3 separate regions of the Sus scrofa genome follow, and all the other regions are linked to region 3. A link is a contact called in public Hi-C data. All regions are on one chromosome and are shown on one strand. The core of a region is the stretch at or near the end of the contact, and the rest is flanking DNA. Distances in the headings are between cores, read along the strand shown. Region 1 has its middle 99 kb from the start of CWC22. Region 2 has its middle 100 kb from the start of UBE2E3. Region 3 has its middle 390 kb from the start of CWC22.

The links. A called contact is a pair of places that touch in the nucleus more often than the background predicts.
Region 1: a contact with region 3 is called in a Hi-C map of skeletal muscle, with 4 times the contacts expected there. The contact joins two enhancer-like sites. A contact is called at or near these places in 1 of 47 Hi-C or Micro-C datasets (skeletal muscle) and 1 of 2 datasets of contacts at active chromatin or transcription factors (skeletal muscle).
Region 2: a Hi-C map of skeletal muscle shows a contact between it and region 3, with 6 times the contacts expected there. The contact joins two enhancer-like sites. A contact is called at or near these places in 1 of 47 Hi-C or Micro-C datasets (skeletal muscle) and 1 of 2 datasets of contacts at active chromatin or transcription factors (skeletal muscle).

Annotation. Positions count from the first base shown.
Region 1 is chr15:85,703,309-85,707,002 of Sscrofa11.1, forward strand. No RefSeq gene overlaps it. Among named protein-coding and RNA genes, the nearest start is that of CWC22, 99 kb to the left of the region's middle. Within about 2 kb of position 2,258, at least 5 of the 83 cell types and tissues checked have an H3K27ac peak or open chromatin away from gene starts, as enhancers often do. A contact at or near this core is called in skeletal muscle, where this site is marked.
Region 2 is chr15:86,366,610-86,370,001 of Sscrofa11.1, forward strand. No RefSeq gene overlaps it. Among named protein-coding and RNA genes, the nearest start is that of UBE2E3, 100 kb to the right of the region's middle. Within about 2 kb of position 1,337, at least 1 of the 83 cell types and tissues checked has an H3K27ac peak or open chromatin away from gene starts, as enhancers often do. A contact at or near this core is called in skeletal muscle, where this site is marked.
Region 3 is chr15:85,992,985-85,996,838 of Sscrofa11.1, forward strand. No RefSeq gene overlaps it. Among named protein-coding and RNA genes, the nearest start is that of CWC22, 390 kb to the left of the region's middle. Within about 2 kb of position 2,452, at least 9 of the 83 cell types and tissues checked have an H3K27ac peak or open chromatin away from gene starts, as enhancers often do. A contact at or near this core is called in skeletal muscle, where this site is marked.

The DNA of each region.
Region 1 (3,694 bases), core at 1,008-3,507, 290 kb before region 3:
CAACCTAAGGTACTTATCCTTCCTTCAAAGCAGAGTGCTGAGCATATATAAAATTCAATGAAGATTTATTAGAAGAGGGATTCTTGATATGAGAAATAGAAACACAATTTAATAAAACCTTAATTGAAGGTACTGAAATATGATATATTCAGGGGTTCTCTGTAGAATTAGAAATACTTTCTTAAATGTAATTTAAAAAGCCTGGACATATTGAAATCTCTCTTGGGGTAGGAAATATGGGCTAGGTAAAATGTTCTCCACAATATTTATAAAAACATCCAAGGAACAGTTTGAGACCAAGCAATGCGTAGTATGAAGGCAGTTACATTGATATCACAATTGAACAACAGAATAGGAGATCCTACATTTAACCTCATGTTGCAGATGTTGAGAGGGGCTTTCTTTCTAGACTTAGGCCCAAGAATTTGCTTTTTTAACAAGTTCCCAGGTTGGCTTCATGACATGGGAGTCCCAGGAGGAGGGGCGAGCTACATCCCTGTGGGTCACCAGTTTTACCTGCCGGGGCTCAGTAAAATTGTATTTTTATGAGTCATGAAAATTATTAGACATTAATAATCTGCCTGAGATATTGTGAGGCAGGAAAGTGGCAGTCCATCAGTCACATTTGGAACAGTGGTTGGAAAAATAAAATTGCTTCTTGTTAATGTTCAGTGAATGCTTACCCTTACTTAAACTATCAGCTCACCTGTAACAGGGGTTTGCATATAAATTTTGTGGGCAGCAAAGCAGATTTTTAACATCTTGAGTGGTTTACTTTCCATTTCCTTCTCAGGGCCAACAGCAGTGATTTTGTGTCTCTTTTTTCCTTTCTCTCTCTCTCTCTCTTCCTGGGGTCCATAGTAGAGAAGAGAGAATTTGACTTATTCAACTGTTTTGTTTATAAGGTGTGCAATTATATGGATCATTTTACATTTATACAGAACATAGGCATTTTTCTTTTCTTTTCCTATAATTAGTTATCAATTATTATCAGGAGGCTTGAGGCTTTAGCACATACACCCAGCACTTGAAGATAATGTTTTGATATAAGTTCCCATTTTCACTACCTATTCTTATCAGACTACTTTGGGAAATCTGTGCATATTTTTTGGTTTATGAAAGTCCTCAGCTAATATCTTTGCTCTCTTTTCATACAAAAATGGCTTATGCATGCCACAATATACTGTTTTTGTTCACTTACCCTTTTGGGTTGTATCACAGTAGGCAAGTGATGTGGCCCTTTTCTGTTAAAATAAACCACCATTTTAGGTTGTTTGATGTTAAAACAAAATTTCACTAGGTGGCGGTGTTGGAATGAAAACTAATATATCTCTCATCGCCTTCTGTCCATAGAAAATCCTCTGTTTAAAATCTATTGTAACTTGTCATTTTGGCTTTTGAATCGGGTCTGCTTCCCTCTAAATTAAATAGATTGGGATGATTTGGTGTTTAGGCAATAGAACATGCAATGTTTCCTGGAGACCCCCAGAGGACACTGGGCAAAAACAATGAGGAGGTATTTTTTGTTCAATTGTCATCCAGATCACTTCTTTGTTGGTATTTTTGGCTGCCTTATGCTACTCCACTGATGTTTAGGAACAATTGCATAGTGACAAAATATTTTGACCCTGCTCAGTGGCCCAGTCTATGGATACTTCACCCAGTCTCGTCTCCATTTGACTGAAGTTCTGATGGATTTATTAGATTGCTTCTAAGAATTAACTGATCTTTGCCCGTTTGTCCAGTGCTTCTCCAAGTATGGTCCCTGGACCAGCACTATCATTTGGGAATTTGTTAGGAAGGTAAAGTCTCAGGCCCAAAAGCCAGATAGGCTAAATCGGAAACCCGGGCAGTAGGGCCCAAAGATCAAGAGTTCTACAAGCCCACAAAGTGACTTTTTTTTTTTCTTTTTCTTTTTTTTTGCTTTTTAGGGCCTCACTTGCGGAATATGGAGCTTTCCAGGCTAGGGGTCTAATCAGAACTGCAGCTTCCGGCCTACACCACAGCCACAGCCACGCCAGATCTGAGCTGCATCTGCGACCTACACCACAGCTCACCCCAGGTCCTTAATCCACTAAGTGAGGCCAGGAATTGAACTGCAACCTCATGGTTCTTAGTGAGATTTGTTTCCACTGCGCCACGATAGGACCTCCCCCGCCAGGTGATTTTAATGCCCACTGAACTTGAGAACCACTGTGCTAGAGCCTTCCTGGGAAGAAAACGCTTATTCTTGGGCTAACCTCTCTCCTGAGTCCTTAAAGAACTTTGAAGGCAGACAGGTGGGTGAAAGATTTGAAGGCAAGTGTTTGTTCCACTTGGCCTACAGGAGGGCTGGCTGGCTCTGCTCTCCCTTAAAGTTCTCTCTGTCCCCACAAAACCCTTCCATTATAGTGATATTTAAGCCTATTTCTAGTATGTCAACCAAGTGGGAAAGTCTGATTAGTCGTTCACACTCCTTTTTCAGGAAAGAGGCCGCCCAAGAGGCCGCCAGAGGGCAGCCGCGTTCCTATTCTGCCTCTGCCTTACTGAAAGGCGGGTTCTGGCTCTTTCGTCAAAGAAAGGTGATCCAGTGGCCGCGGTCCTTTGGCTCGGCTGTTTGTCTCTTTCCCTGAGGCAGTTTGAATCAGAGCCGAAAGAGAGAGAGAGAGGAATTGATTAGTGTGTCAGAGAGCTACTATGTGAGACTTCAATCCACCACTGGCCCTGTTTCACTAAGTAAATGCCGGGAAAGCTCTGGAGGTTCCACAGGAGGTCGCGGTCTAGTGAAGCAGGGTCTCCTTGAAGCGCAGTCAGCTCAAACAGGCGCCTGGAACAGCTCTTGTCTTCTGTCCAGTGTTGGACTCTGGATACCTGCACATCCGGATCTTTTAAATCTCCTGATGCCCAGGCTGCACCCCAGGCCAATCCCCTCAAAATCTTGGGAGTTTTCTGGACCGTCGGTATAGTTTAAATTTTGCTAAGTGCCTCACTGTGCATCTAGGACTGGGAATCACTATGTTGAAGATGTTGAGATTAATCTGTGGCGAAGTTGTTTCAATGCAGAAACCTTGGTTGTTGCCTCATATCGTAGTGTAAATTTCAAAAGGGAGTTTTCCGTTTTGGCCAGTTTTGTTATTCAAATGGAGAGGTTTATGGTACCACAGAAAGGCATCACTCCCCCTGTTCCCACTTTCTCCTCCTTTTCCCTTTCCTCTGTCCTTCCTTCCTCCTTTCCTCCCTTCCTTCACTGAACCTAGGTTTGGCTGCTTGCTTCTCATAAGTCAATAATTTGAGAGACAAGTGTCAGTAGAAAGAAAAGTTGCTTTAATCAGAAAAGCAGGCTATCTGGAGAGAAGGTGGACTTGTGTCTAGAAACTAACTCTGAAGATTCTGCTCAGCCAGGACAGTTGTTAAAGGAAAAACTGGGGGCAGAGGGTGGGGAGGATCTCAGGGAATCTTTAAGGCAGGAGGTTGGGTTCTGCATCATTGTCCATTGAATGACTTTCCCTTCAGATATTATTTTACCTGTGTGATCTTCCTGCAGGATTGCTGATGGGGGCTGTTGGGGATAGAGAGCTAATCAATTTTTAACTGCTTAATTCTTTTTATTTAGGAAAAGAATCAACAGGTGAGACAAGACATGGTGTGCATTCAGTAGAGTCAGTTCAATTGTTTAGTCATCTCATTCCTATAATTAGGTACTTTTAAGTTTAGA
Region 2 (3,392 bases), core at 87-2,586, 370 kb after region 3:
GCACTTAATATGAACACACAAAAGACTGCGTTGTGCTATGCCCAGTAATTATTATTAAGCATTTGTATAGAACTTTATATTTACAAAGTGCTTTGTAGTCTTTTATATTATTATTCCTCACAGCAGCCTTATGAGGGAGGTTGGTATTGTTAAATCTATTTTATACCACTTCAGGAGGTCCCTCTTTGAAGCACTTTGAAATAAACCTTGAAGAATCAAAACCCTTCAGTGTGTCTGGAATAACAAGGTGGGAAAAAACCCCATGGTGAAAGTTTGCGTTAAAAAAGAAATCCCAAAGGGAGCCTGTGTGCTGGAGAAGGAGATCAGAGACCAAAACAGGAGCTGGAAATTGCACCAAGTTGATGTGGAAATAATGAGCAGCCTGAATATAGTGAGCTCCTTGGACCAGGCTGGTTATGAGACCTCTTTAATTCTTATTTCTCTAGAACACCTGGTCTCAGGTATTGATAAGCTGTCAATAAACCACATATGTTTATATGATATCCAGATAAGATTGGTGAATGCCCTTCATCTTCATTTTTATGTTTTATATCATATAATATATAATCACAAATGATGAAATGCAGTGCAGTTAGTCACTGGGTTCTGTTACATATCTGATTGGCTCATCAGCACACAGGAAGAAATTTTTATTTGCATAACCTTGGAACTTTATTTTTTTGCCCACTTTTTTAAAAAAAATTAATACTTTATGGAAAATTTGGAGAATGAATTAAAGAAAAAATTAGAAAATTGTATCCATAATCCTAATGCCTAAGATAATCAAAATAAAAAATTTTGTATTTCCTTCACATCTTTGTCTAAGCATCTTTTACACTTTTCTGATTATATAATGCATATAATTTTGCATACTTCTTTTTCATTTTTGATTTTAATGTAAGCATTATTCTATCTTTTGTGTAATAAATGCTAGGACTAACTCTTCTAAGCCTGTAGAAATATACTGAGTTCTAAAAAGCACAGAGATTTTAGCACTACCCTAAAATAGCATTACCTTAAAAATAGCATTACTCTTGAAATTTAATATGATAAACTTCCCTAGCGATGACAGAAGTCTGTCACAATTTGTATGAAATGGATCATCAGTCTCATGGCTTTAAATGCCTCTACATGCTAACTCTCAAATTATATGTTCACATCTCTCTTCTGAATTCCAAATTTACAAATCCAACTGCCCACTCAGCCTTTTCATTTGAATGTTTAATGGACATCTCCAAACCTAAAATGAATAGCACTAAACTCTTGATATTAGTTTCCCTTACACCCTCCACTAAGCCTGCCCCACCAGGGATCTTCCTATCTGACTTAATGGAAACTAAAATGCTTCCAGTAGCTCAAGCCAAAACAAGGAATCAGTCTTCACTTCTCCATTTCTGTCACACTTAATACCTCATTTACTAGCAAATCTTCTTCCTTCAAGATCTAATCTCCACTCACAATCTCTACTGATACCAACAGATTCAAGTCACTGATTTCCCCCTGAATTATTGCATTGGCCTCTTTGTCTGGTCTCTGCTTCTGCTTTTGCACATTTTAATATGACTGTTGATCTAGCAGCCAATGCAACTCTATTAAAATCTGCCAGAACATGACTGTCCTATTGAACACCTTGCAATGGCTTCCCATTTCATTCACAGCATAAGCCTTCCTTATATTTAAATCCACATGATCTTTTCCTAATATACACATTCTTTGTTTCTTAGACTTCATCTTGGGTCACTGTTCAGGGTGTCCAATCTACTCCAGCCACACTGGATTCCTCCAATAAACATTCCAGAACTCTCCTGCCTTGGAACTTTTTCACTTCTTGAGCCCTTTTCTCCAAATGATCACATAGCTCCCTGCTATAGCTGTTCCCTTCCTAGTCACCCCATCAAAACTCAACAGCTCTCCCCACCACTAAACCATCTATCTTCCTTTACTACCTTTTCCTTCTTAAATATTTAGCTTGGCTTAACTTATGATATGTTTCTTGTTAATCCTGTTTGATATATTCTTTCCCCACTAGTATGTAAACTAGAATGTAGCAAGACTACAAGGATATGGCTTTTTGCCTCTTTTGTATGTTGCTATATTTCTAGTAAAAACAATATTCAATACACAGTGTGTGACAAATATTTGTTGACTAAATGAACCTTCAGTCACAATATGTGAAAATTGCTTTTAACAGACATAGCTAATTTAAAGGTTAGGGGACAATGAGTAGGGCTAAACAAAGTATTTAGAGAAGATGCAAAGTAAAGTAGTCTGTACATGATGAGATGCCAAAGAAGGTAACAACTCTTCATCTAGGAGGAAATCATTGATATTCAAGGCCAAGGTTTTTGATTGGATTCCATTCTCTTTCTATGATTCAGGGTAGGTTAGATTCTAATGATGGAGCCCTTCTTGCAGTGTCAATAGTAACTTGGAAACTGTGTAATGAGAAATTTGTTTACAATACCTGGTTCTTACAATATTTTTTTTGTTGCAGTTTTATTGAGATATAGTTGACATACAGTACTACATGTATTTTTTTTTTTTTCATCTTTTTGTCTTTTCTAGGGCCACACCCGCAGCATATGGATGTTCCCAGGCTAGGAGTCAAATCAGAGCTGTAGCCGCCGGCCTATGCCAGAGCCACAGCAACGTGGGATCCGAGCCGCTTCTGCAACCTATACCACAGCTGACGGTAATGCCGGATCCTTAACCCACTGAGCAAGGCCAGGGATCGAACCCGAATCCCTGGTTCCTAGTCAGATATGTTAACCACTGCACCAAGACGGGAACTCCAGTACTACATGTATTTAAGATGTACCTCATGAATTAGCTTACATACATCATGAAATGATTATCCCAATAATTTTAGTGAACACCCATCATGTCATATAAATACAAAGTTAAAGTAATAGAAAAAAAAATTTTTTCTTGTGATGAGAACTTAACAACTTTCATATATAACATACAGCAATGTTAACTATATTTGTCATGTTCTACACTACATCTCCAGTAGTTATTTATCCTATTACTGGAAGTTTTCACCTTTTGATCACTTTCATCCAGTTCCCCACCCCACAATCCCATACCTGTAGCAAACAAATCTGATCTTTTTTTCTATGAGTTTGTTAGTTTCTTTGTTTTTTAAACATAACTGACAACGCTATATTTGTTCCTATTACTCAACATAGTGATTTGATATTTCTATACATTTCAAAATGATCACCACAGTAAGTCAAGTTACAGTATGTCACCAAAGATATTACATAGCTATTGATTATATTCTACCTATACATAGGCATATATATATATGATTATTTTAAGTTACTGATCTCTTTCAAAAGCTTTTTTTTTTTTTTTTTTTTTTTTTTTTTGTCTTTTTGCCTTTTCTAGGG
Region 3 (3,854 bases), core at 1,202-3,701:
CCATCTAATTGCCTGCTTCCTCAGGCCATTCCGCAAAACAACCATCACTTCTGAGATACTAAGATGGAGTCTGATATGCAAGATGTTTATTAGGGATCAACACCTAGAAAAGGAGGGAGAAGAATCAATATTGGAAAGAGGAAAACACCAAACAGTGGAGGAGCCCAGCAAAGTCTCAGCCTTCCACGCAGAAAATTCTGGGATGAGTACTGCCCATCAGAGTGTACCATGTCAGACCCAAATGACTAGGGTTTTAGACCCCTGGCTCACTCAGTGACTGATTCAGGTTGCTTAAGAATGGCAGAATCTTGGGCCAGGCAACTCTTTGCAGCCAAGGTAGGCCCTAACAGCACTAAAGAACTGGAGGCCATCTGCTAAACATGTTCCCTGCAGCCGGGAAGCCTGTCCTTTTTGGAAGGGAGCTCTGTGTTGTGCATGTCAGTGTGCATCACAGGGAATCTGGACTGTTAACTCGAGTTCAATGTCCAGGTCTTGGTGGGTGGCTATTTCAAGGCCTGAATTTACTTTTTACTTAGGCAGCCTGGCACTGGGATAAGCATTGTATTCTAGAATCAATGGGCTTATGAATTTAAAGCATGGAGTCATAATCTAGACTCTTTAAGCCTTGAGTACCCTTGACTTTGAGTACCATTAGAAGCTGAATTCTCCTTCCTGAAGGAATCACTGTGATCTGTGGAAATATATATGGGCCAGCAAGGTTGCTACAGGAAATGAATAGGAAAGCATTAAAATTTGCAGAACAACTCTGTGAATATGCTAAAAACCATTGAATCACACTTTTTAAAATGGGGAATGGTAGTATATTTGAAATATATCTCAATAAAATTGTTAAAGCTTTTTTTGTAGAACAAGATTTCACCTCATCAATTTATAGTCAAAAAAGCAAATCTTTCCCAATATAGCTTTCTGAGAAATTCGTTACAGCCTCAGGAAATATCAAAGGAAAACTGATTCTTTAGTATGAGTAAGATTTCCAGATGTGCTGTACAAGGTAAGGTGAAGAGGGGAGAGATACTAGAGGGTCCACTATTTTTGGCAAAGAATATTTGCTAGCAGTCAATTTAAGTATTAAAATAGATATGACAGTTTACATCTGAGGCTGGTAAAGAACCTAAACCAAATACTAGTGCCTGTATGTTATTCTTTTTTTAAGGAATTTCCTTAGGATTTTTTTTTTTTTTCCAAAATGGCTTCCAAGGACCTCTAGCTCCTGAGGATAATTAAAACATTGACTGATGCTTTAAGACTGTTCATTTATTCTTTCAGTCATCACTCATTGAGAAAGCATGTTTGTGTATCTACTAAATGGTGAACATCAGTGAATACAAGAATTGATTGAGATGATCCCCAGCTTCACAGAGGGGAAGATATAAAAATTTGGAAGTATTATATATTTTACTGTACTCTATAATAGTTGCATGGAGAGAGGGTGCATGGGGACCTCCCCCTCAAAAAAGTAAGATCTTTTTGATGTTTTGTTTAAGTCACTTGTAATGAAATTTGTGCCTGCCAAAACTGTATTTGGCTTACCAAACCTGAATGATTTCTTAACAGTATTTAGTCATCTTTCTCCTACTTTTCTCTTCCAGTTTCTGTCTGGGTTCTTTTAGCTTTCCTTAAGAAACATAAAATCTGCTTATAGAAAAATATACCAAACTAAGTAACCACTATCAGGAAAACACCAAGCTAAATAACCAAAATGAGAGATGGGGCTCTTATGTTGGTAACTGCTCCTGAATAACTCTTCATTGCATTATTTTGATCTTTAGAAGAATATGCATTCAAGACACTTTGACAGGATCCTGTTACATCTAGTGGGGAATAGTTATAAATATTCTTTGGGAAAAATCTGATTTTTGTATCTGAGCAGATATACTAGGGGTATTGGGTATTAAAAATTTTTAGAATGGGACAAAAATATGTAGCTCTACCATCAGTGTATTCTAAGAAACACTCTATTCCCAATGAAAGCTGACAGGTTCTAGGACTTGCTGCATAAGAACACAACATTTGAACTGTGGAAGTCTTCAGCTCAACCACAGGCACACCCTGCTGACCCTTCACACCCATGTACACAGCTGCTCTTATCCAGGTTGGCATAGCAGCAGATGGGCAGTGCCAGCAGTGGAAACAATTATTATTAGGGATTTTTACAAAATGACTCAGACCTGGCCAGAACCAGAAATATCTAATTCCCATTCCAATGTGATTTGTGATCTAAAACTTTGCATAAAAATAGCACCTATTGCTTCAACACTTAAGGAATAATTATTAATAGCTTTTAGATAGATGTTAAAGCACTATTCTCATGTTCACATATGAATTATTTATCTTTTTTTCTTATTGAATATGACCTGTATCTAATAAAGTCTATTTCTCCCCCAATCCTGAACCACAGATGCAATACTTGCGTAATGCAGTGTAATGTGACTGGCAGTTGCCAAGGGCCATAAATAATGCACCTCAGTAAAGCACTGTGATCAGGTTGCCTGTTGCATATGAGCTGCTGTGAACCAATCTGACACCAGCTGCAGGCTATTTCTACTCAGCTGTTCAGTGTACTGGGAATGAGATGCCAAGGTTTCCTTGGTCAAACCAACAGGTCAAATCTAGGATCTGTGGCCAAGTCATTATTTATTATGAAAGTTTAATGGGCATAGAAATAAATTAGATTGAATATGACATTAGTGAATAAGTGTACATATCATTTCAGAAGTTGATATTAGTTATCATAGTTATCGAAGTCTTATAAAAGGATTTTACGTTCTGCTTCAAGATTTTGAAAATAAGTAGCTTGTGTTCATTGCCTAAGATGGTGAGGGCAGAACTAGGTCCATATTTGGCCTTTATCTGAATTTGCAAAATCCAAGGTAATTCACATAAGGACATACACAAACATTTTTTTCTTTTTGTTATCATTATCAGACAAGAGCTAATAATCAATATTATACAATATACAATTTGAAATATCAAAACATATTGAGGGCACACTTTATGAAACCAATGCTTTTGATATTTTGAGATTCATCTGAGTCAACATAGACACCAATATTACAAGATTCATAGTTCTGAGTATTATTTTCTTTCCTTTGTTCAGTTACTTGTTTAACCTGTTTGGGAAAGAAATTATTTATGGAGTATGATCATGACTTAACATTTTTGCTGACACTCCCTTTTGGAAAGATGGTTATACTTTTGGATATTATAAGTGACTTTCTTAATATCCCAAATATTTTGAGGACAATAACTACTGAAAACCTGAGGGAAGAAAATTCACACTTACTTTCCTAACTTTTAAGTGATCACTTCTCCTAAGAATTTAAGAAGAAGATTAAAAAAAAAAAAAAAAGGTTACTAGATTAATATGCTTTATATACCTTTCTGGTTTACTGGAAGTATTAATATTATGTGTTCAGTATTTTCTGTTCCAGTTAATCAGTAGAAGATATAATGAACTTTTTTGTCATGTGTTTTTATCTGGCTGGAACTTTAAGAACTTTATAAATGATGTGATAGGACTTTACTATCTGGATTATTTTGGAGGAGAATATACTGGATACTCTGGAATCCTAAAACAATTGGGATGATTTCTCATGATTTCACTTTTCTGTCTCCATTTTTCACTAACCTTCAACCTATTCTATTAGACAAATTCTTCTGTCTTGCTCTGACTTCAGCTCCAATTTGTTTTTACTTGCCTCCATCTCTCCTTCTGTCCTTTCCCTTTGGCCTCAGCCCTGATCTCAACTCTATTTTAACCCTCAGTCCCCTATCTCCCTTTCTGGCCTCAATCACAATTCAGAATTTTTCCCAAGGAATAAGCAGACACCAGA